Regions from separate parts of the Mus musculus genome. Here region 1 is linked to region 2. The links are chromatin contacts, called in public HiChIP or PLAC-seq maps. All regions are on one chromosome and are shown on one strand. The core of a region is the stretch at or near the end of the contact, and the rest is flanking DNA. Distances in the headings are between cores, read along the strand shown. Region 1 overlaps Ssh2 (slingshot protein phosphatase 2). Region 2 overlaps Efcab5 (EF-hand calcium binding domain 5).

The links. HiChIP or PLAC-seq counts read pairs in DNA pulled down with a chosen protein or histone mark.
Region 1: a RAD21 HiChIP or PLAC-seq map of pro-B cells shows a contact between it and region 2, with 3 times the contacts expected there. The contact joins two enhancer-like sites. A contact is called at or near these places in 2 of 15 datasets of contacts at CTCF or cohesin (the NIH/3T3 cell line and pro-B cells), 1 of 484 Hi-C or Micro-C datasets (nephron progenitors), 4 of 115 datasets of contacts at active chromatin or transcription factors (DN3 thymocytes, embryonic basal ganglia, embryonic stem cells and 1 more) and 3 of 9 other capture datasets (adipose tissue, liver and pancreatic islet).

What each region holds. Positions count from the first base shown.
Region 1 is chr11:77,385,242-77,388,629 of GRCm38.p6, reverse strand. All of the region lies in intron 2 of Ssh2 (slingshot protein phosphatase 2), which reads right to left. Among named protein-coding and RNA genes, the nearest start is that of Coro6, 77 kb to the left of the region's middle. Within about 2 kb of position 2,084, at least 160 of the 459 cell types and tissues checked have an H3K27ac peak or open chromatin away from gene starts, as enhancers often do. A contact at or near this core is called in pro-B cells, where this site is marked.
Region 2 is chr11:77,098,936-77,102,289 of GRCm38.p6, reverse strand. All of the region lies in intron 17 of Efcab5 (EF-hand calcium binding domain 5), which reads left to right. Among named protein-coding and RNA genes, the nearest start is that of Nsrp1, 22 kb to the right of the region's middle. Within about 2 kb of position 1,954, at least 27 of the 459 cell types and tissues checked have an H3K27ac peak or open chromatin away from gene starts, as enhancers often do. A contact at or near this core is called in pro-B cells, where this site is marked.

The DNA.
Region 1 (3,388 bases), core at 835-3,334, 290 kb before region 2:
CCCTGCATAGTTTATAATAACGACTGTTCTTCTCTTCCTCCCACCTCTACCTCTTCTGTGTTGGTATTATAGACATGTGCTAATACACCTTAGTGTTTATTCTGTAATAAAAGCTTTTTGGGGGCTGGAGAGATGGCTCAGCAGTTAACAGCACTGATTGCTCTTCCGAAGGTCCTGAGTTCAAATCCCAGCAACCACATGGTGGCTCACAATCACCTGTAACGAGATCTGGCGCCCTCTTCTGGAGTGTCTGAAGACAGCTACAGTGTACTTACATATAATAAATAAATAAATAAATAAATAAATAAATAAATCTTAAAAAAAAAGCTTTTTAATACAAGTTGTCAAACAGCTGGGCATGGTGGTGAATGCCTTTAATCCCAGATCTCAGGAGGCAGAGGCAGGCAAATATAAACTGGAGGACAGCCTGGTCTACATAGTAAGAACATCTCAGACCAAACCATTTAACCAAGCAAAAACAAAACAAAACCTTTCAAACTTATACAAAAGTAGTGTGTGTGTGTGTGTGTGTATGTATGTATGTGTGCAGGGGTAGCAAGGTGGGAGAGATGCTTTGAGGGTTAAAAGTTCTTTGCTGTCTTGTAGATAACTCAAGTTTAGCTCCTGAAGCCCATATTAATGAGCTCACAACTCCCATAACTCCAATTCCAGGGGCTCTAACCTCTTCTTGCTTCCTCCAGCACTTGTACACACCTGGTGCATATATATATATACACACACACATATACATACATATACATAGGCACACACACACACACACACACACACACACATATATATATATATATATATATACATACACATAGGCACACACACACAAAATAAATAAATATTTTTAAACTAGGAAGAACATTATGAACACCCATATTTCTATCACTTTCTAGCTTTAGTTCACAGCTAATTTTCTATCTTTGTTCTCTTTACTTTGTCTCTAGTGTAAACCAAATCTCAGAAACTGTACTAGCAAAAAGCCTTTTGGTAGTTTTGTTACTCTCTTAGCAAATAGCAGCCAGAGTGCTTTAAAGTATATCCAGATTATAGCATTGCTGTGTAAAACTCTGTTAATGTGTCTTTCCTTCGTATTTAAGAATGAAGAGTCAGTCTATATAGCTTGGTCTGTGAGGCCCACAGAACAGCTTGCAGTGAAGCAAGTTACCTCTGCCCTTATGCTGCCCACCTCTGCTTGTTTACTGTGAACTACCCTGGTTCCCCTCTTCCGCCTCTTCAGTACTCAAGGCCCCTTCTCCAGGCCTTGTACTTAACTATCTCTACCTGAGTCTTCTGAACTGGTAAGTGTTTAAATCTCAGCTTTACTACCACCATCCCTCTTGTCCTTTATCCCAATACATCTATCCTGTTGTCCTGTTTTCTTCCTTTCAGGATATTTTCATGAACTAAAACATTTATTCATGTGTGTTATCGATTGTAGTTATTAGCACATAAGTTCCTTGGATGCAAGGACCTAACCTTGCTCATCATTGTATCCTCAGCACAAGAAACCCTTCCAGAAATTCATTAAGTGCTCAAAAGATTTGTGGTAACTAATAAATTCCTCCTAGTTTACCCCCAGCTCTTTGCACGGTTCCATCACTGAGCACACTGGTTGAGCCCATCTCTGTGAGGACAGGTCCTGGTCTACATGGCAAGTTACAGGACACCAAGGGCTACATCATGAGACCCTGACTCAAAATAAATGCTATAGAACTCTACGTATATGGTAGATTAATGGGTCATAAAATGACATTGTTTATGGTAAATGAGTAGGCAGGCTGAAATCAACTTTATAATGCTCACTTATGGCTCAATCTCATGCTTCAATAAAGTGATATAAGATTGATAAAACTTTTGAGGTTGTGACCAGTCAGAGAGATTGGATACATTTTTAAAAAAACAAACACCATAATTTATAGATTTCATTTTAAAAACCTGACTATTGGCTAGGAGAGGCTGCCCTGATTTTGTTTTGTTTTCATCTTTAAAAAAAGCACTGCTCTCTTGTGGTTTGTTGCGCAAGCCCTGTCTCTTGTTACATCCGTGGTGTGCACATGTCACTGTGTTGTGGACCAGTCTCACTGCCATTACGGGAACAATCTAAGACAAAATGTCTGAGTGACAGGATGAATGGGGTACACCACAGACAGGAAATGAAATTCACACTTCTGCCAACACAGCAACTGTCTCCTTTACTAAATGAAAAAACAAAACAGTTAAATAGTCTACCTACTCACTAGGCAAAATTACCAGCTTTGATCATGTTGGTTTCCAGTAAACAAAGCAGTTATCTATGTGTGCAAAGGAAGCACTTGCTGAGTGGAGCTTAACAGCAGAGCATGCTCCAGCCATGCCTTTTGAGACACAGTAGTTTCTCTGACAAACAGTAGTCTAACTTCCTGGTTTGGGAAGTTCTGTCTTACTGTCCTTTTGTTGCTTATGCTTTAAAGAATATCTATGTTCATTCTTTTTGGTAAGCAGTTAAATGTGCTTTTCAAAATGTATGTAAGTACTTTCACAAGGGTAATGGCAGGGACAATTATCTTAAGTTAATTCAAAGCTGTTTGGACCCTATCTATTCATGATTAGAGAGGAAAGAGGAGTCTGGGGACATAGCTCAGTTTGAAAAGCACTTGTCTAGCATGCCCAAAGCTCTGAGTTTTGATTCCCAGCACTGCACAGGCTGGCTGTGGGGACAGTAATACAAATTTGTACAAACAGATCAGAGATCATACCTCATAGGGCATAAGGGAAACCAGTTTTTCTATTTGGGTCATTTGCATAAATTTCAAAAAATGCACAGCAGATCCAGCTGGGTCAGGCAGAAGACTGTCCCTTAAGTGTGACAAAGGATCTCTGAGAGTGACACTCAATATACTCTAGATGACACATCTCATTCTCTTTATTCCATGGCCCTAGATACAAAGTCCTCAGTGATCACAAGTGGCATACTGCTGGTAAAAGAGGGAGCATGGATGAGAAGTGCTGACTAGTTATTATTCCTGAGTGTATTCGTGGTAGTAAAGTAAATCATACTATCAAAGATGAACAGAAACACCACACAATCTGTGATCATTCAGGGTTTCAATGAGCCAAATTAAACCCTTTTATCTGAATAAAATTATACGTAAATTTAATTTCATGTACTTCAGTGTGCGGTAAGAAGTGTAGTGATCTTCCCAGATAGGAAGATATCTAGTTATGACAATATCAGTGTTTGTCAAACACTGATATTGACATAACTGTTCAAAGATTCAGCAGATGGCGATGTTTTAAAAAATCTTTTCTGAGGGGCCAGCCTGGTGGTTTAATGTTAGGTAAAGGTGTTTTGCTGCCACCCTGATGACCTGAATTTAATTCAGATACAAAGCCCAGA
Region 2 (3,354 bases), core at 705-3,204:
GCCAGGAGGTTCTCGGGTTGGAGGTAACATGGAACTTGCCAGAGAATCGGCCACACCTAAAAGCAAATACACACACAACAGGCAAAGTCCTGCTCTGCCGTGGAGTCCTCCACCGGACGCCTCAGGCCAGGCGTGCAGGTGAACTCAGTAAAAGCTGCTTGCTCCACTTTGCAGCTGAGGAAACACTCATCTCTGACCTGGTGTGAAAGACCAGGATCTAAAGGACCTGCAAGCCCAAGGCCAGCGCTGCACGTGAGACTCGGTCTCCAAAAGAAAACAAACAAAAACATTATCATCAAGCCGAGCGTGGTGGTGCACACCTTTGATCCCAGCACTCGGGAGGCAGAGGCAGGCGGATTTCTAAATTCGAGGCCAGCCTGGTCTACAGAGTGAGTTCCAGGACAGCCAGGGCTATACAGAGAAACCCTGTCTCGAAAAACAAAACAAAAAACAAAAAAAAAACATTATTATCATCAATAGTGAAGTGGCTCTGTTAGTTCTCTCCGAAGGAAGAATTGGAGATTGGGGTAGGGCTGGGGAGACCAAGCCTGGAGCTAAGCACCCTGAGGACAGATGCAGGTTTCTTCCGGCTCTCTCTCTTCTCTCTCTCTTCTCTCTCTCTCTCTCTCTCTCTCTCTCTCTCTCTCTCTCTCTCTCTCTCTCCCTCTCCTCCACCAAGTAGGAGGCTTTCTGGGCTTCTGTGATACATATATTAGGTTGCGAAGCTCAGAACTGAGAGACCCCAGGGACAAGGAAAAGATAAAAGCAATGGCAGGGATGGGAGCCTCGCCCCTCAGGCTGTAGACATGGGTGGCAGAGCACTGAGCTTGTGGTGTGGTGATGCCATCAGGATGTTGCTAGGACAGTGAGGCACTCCCAGAAGCCTAAGAGTGCCTGGGGCTCCCAGAGAATTAGTGTGCACCATGAGTAATGTGAATCCGGTTTGAAACTTCTATTTGGAATTCTATATGAGCAACAGTTCATGTCTCTGAGCTCAGTCATGGTAGCCTACATTCACAGGCACCACACAGATCTGACTTCTAAGGATCGATCGTTGAAGGGAACAAGTAACATCGGCAATCAGCAATAAAAACAACTGGATAGTGTTTACTGTTTGCTCTGTGTGTGTGTGTGTGTGTGTGTGTGTGTGTGTGTGTGTTACTGAATACTTGCTCGGTAAGCACTCTACCACCAAGCTAGACCTCCTATGCTCTGTTTACTTTTTATTTTGAAAGAGTCTCACTCAATTGCTTAGGCAGGCCTTGAACTTGTGATCCTCCTGCCTTGGGCTCTAAGTGGCTAGGGTTACAGACCTGTATCATTAAGACCTGCCCAGTGTATACTCTCATATACTTTATATTTGAGGACTTTGGAGTTCAGAGAAGCCTGTATCTGTCCCCCAGGATGCCTAGCTTCAACCTCAGTCTCCCTGGCCCTACCCCCACCTTTAGTCTCTGGTTCCTCCTTTGGGGGAGAACTAACATCTATAATGAACTCCAGCAGACCAGTTTGTCTAATTGGTATTCTCCCTGTGACCTTGTTCCTCTTTGACCCCGCCAACTTGCCAGCCCCTCCACCTAGAGCTTAATGCCAGGATTCCTTGTGTTCCTGAGTGATGTTCCCCTTCTTGGACAAGGACATAGGCACCCACCGATCTTCAATCCAGTCCCTCTGACATAAGGAATAAGCATAAGGGACAGGCCTTGCCATTCTACACCCTGCAGGTGTGTGTCCTTAATAAGCCCATCCCCCAATCTGGGGAGCTGCTAAAGGCTCCTGTGGCAGGACACAATGCCTCAAAGGAATCTCTTTAGACTCTGCCTCAAATTTGCCTGTTAGAGCCACCTGCTCTGCTCAGAACACATGCAAATTTCCACCACTCGCCCAGTCTTTGAACTCTAGCCTTTCCTTCAGCATCCTTGACCACGGAAATACTGCGTTTTGCTTTCCGATAGTGCCCTCGTGTGGCAGAAATCAGAACTGCAAGTTATAGACCGGGACGCAGCCAGAAACCAACAATTGGCAGGTTTCCCTTTTGAAACTAACAACCTTTTAGTGTTATCAGTCTCTGTAGCAACCAACAAAGCTATTAGGTCACCGGGATATATCAGTCCCCTCTCATTTAGATAAAATTCTATCAGGAAATTCTAAGTTCCATTCTTGAGAAAAGAGAAAGCATTCTTTGGGTGCATCTTTCTGTTTGTGTCAGGAGAGGACCCTTGTGGCAGGGGCAATCTATTATACAAAGTTTGTGTGGCCTTCCTGCAGCTTTGAAAAAAAAATCGCCAGGCGTGGTGGCGCACGCCTTTAATCTCAGCACTCAGGAGGCAGAGGCAGGCGGATTTCTGAGTTCGAGGCTAGCCTGGTCTACAAGGTGAGTTCCAGGACGGCCAGGGCTATACAGAGAAACCCTGTCTCGAAACAAAACAAAACAAACAAACAAACAACCCCCCCCCAAAAAAAAAAACAGGCTATGTTAAAAAAAAAAATCTCTTATTCAGGAAGCATGAGATGGTACCGGCAATATCTGCAGGTTCTCTCCGAGATTGGACATGCCGGGAAGAGCATAGGATCTGGAGTGTGGTTGATAGACACCCCACCCGGGAAAACTGAGTGTCCCTTTCCCAGCAGGAACCATCTCCAAATAGCTTCTTGGTTAGGGATGGAACTTTGTGTCCGCTTCCCCTTCTCTGTGCTGGGATTTTGTCTAGCTTGAACGTGTCACAGTCTCTGTGAGTTCGTACGTGTAGCAACCTTGTCGGGTCTAGAAGACGTTGTTCCTTGGCTTCATCCCCCACCTCTGGCTCTTACAGTCAGTCTGTCTGTCTGTCTCCTCTTCCACACAGACCTTAAGCCTTGAGGGGAGGAGTTCGATAACAGTGTCCCATTCAGGACTGACAGCTCCAAAGTCTCTCACTGGTCGTCCTTACCCAATAGCAGTTACCTTTCTCCTGGCTTTTCCTTAAGTGCTGGGTCTAGGACCGAGGGTCCCACACTTAGCTGAGCAAGCCCTTGACCTCTGTGCCCTCCTCCAGTAGTGGTTGTCTGAGGAAGAGGATTTTATGTCTGAAAACGTTTTCACTTCATCACTCGTACTTGATTTGAACTTTGCCGGGGAAAATCCTTTTGAAGACATTTAGGAGTTTTGGGGACTCAGGAGGTTCTGTTTGACTTCCTCTCTCTCTGTCACCAGATTGGGGGAAACTCTTTAACCAGAGACACATTGATCCATTCATTGTCTGTTTTTTGTTTTGTGTGTGTGTGTGTGTGTGTGTGTGTGTGTGTGTTTTAAATGAGATACCTCATTTTAAAAAAACATGAGCTTCCAAACTTGGGACATAGGTCGTTTTGTTA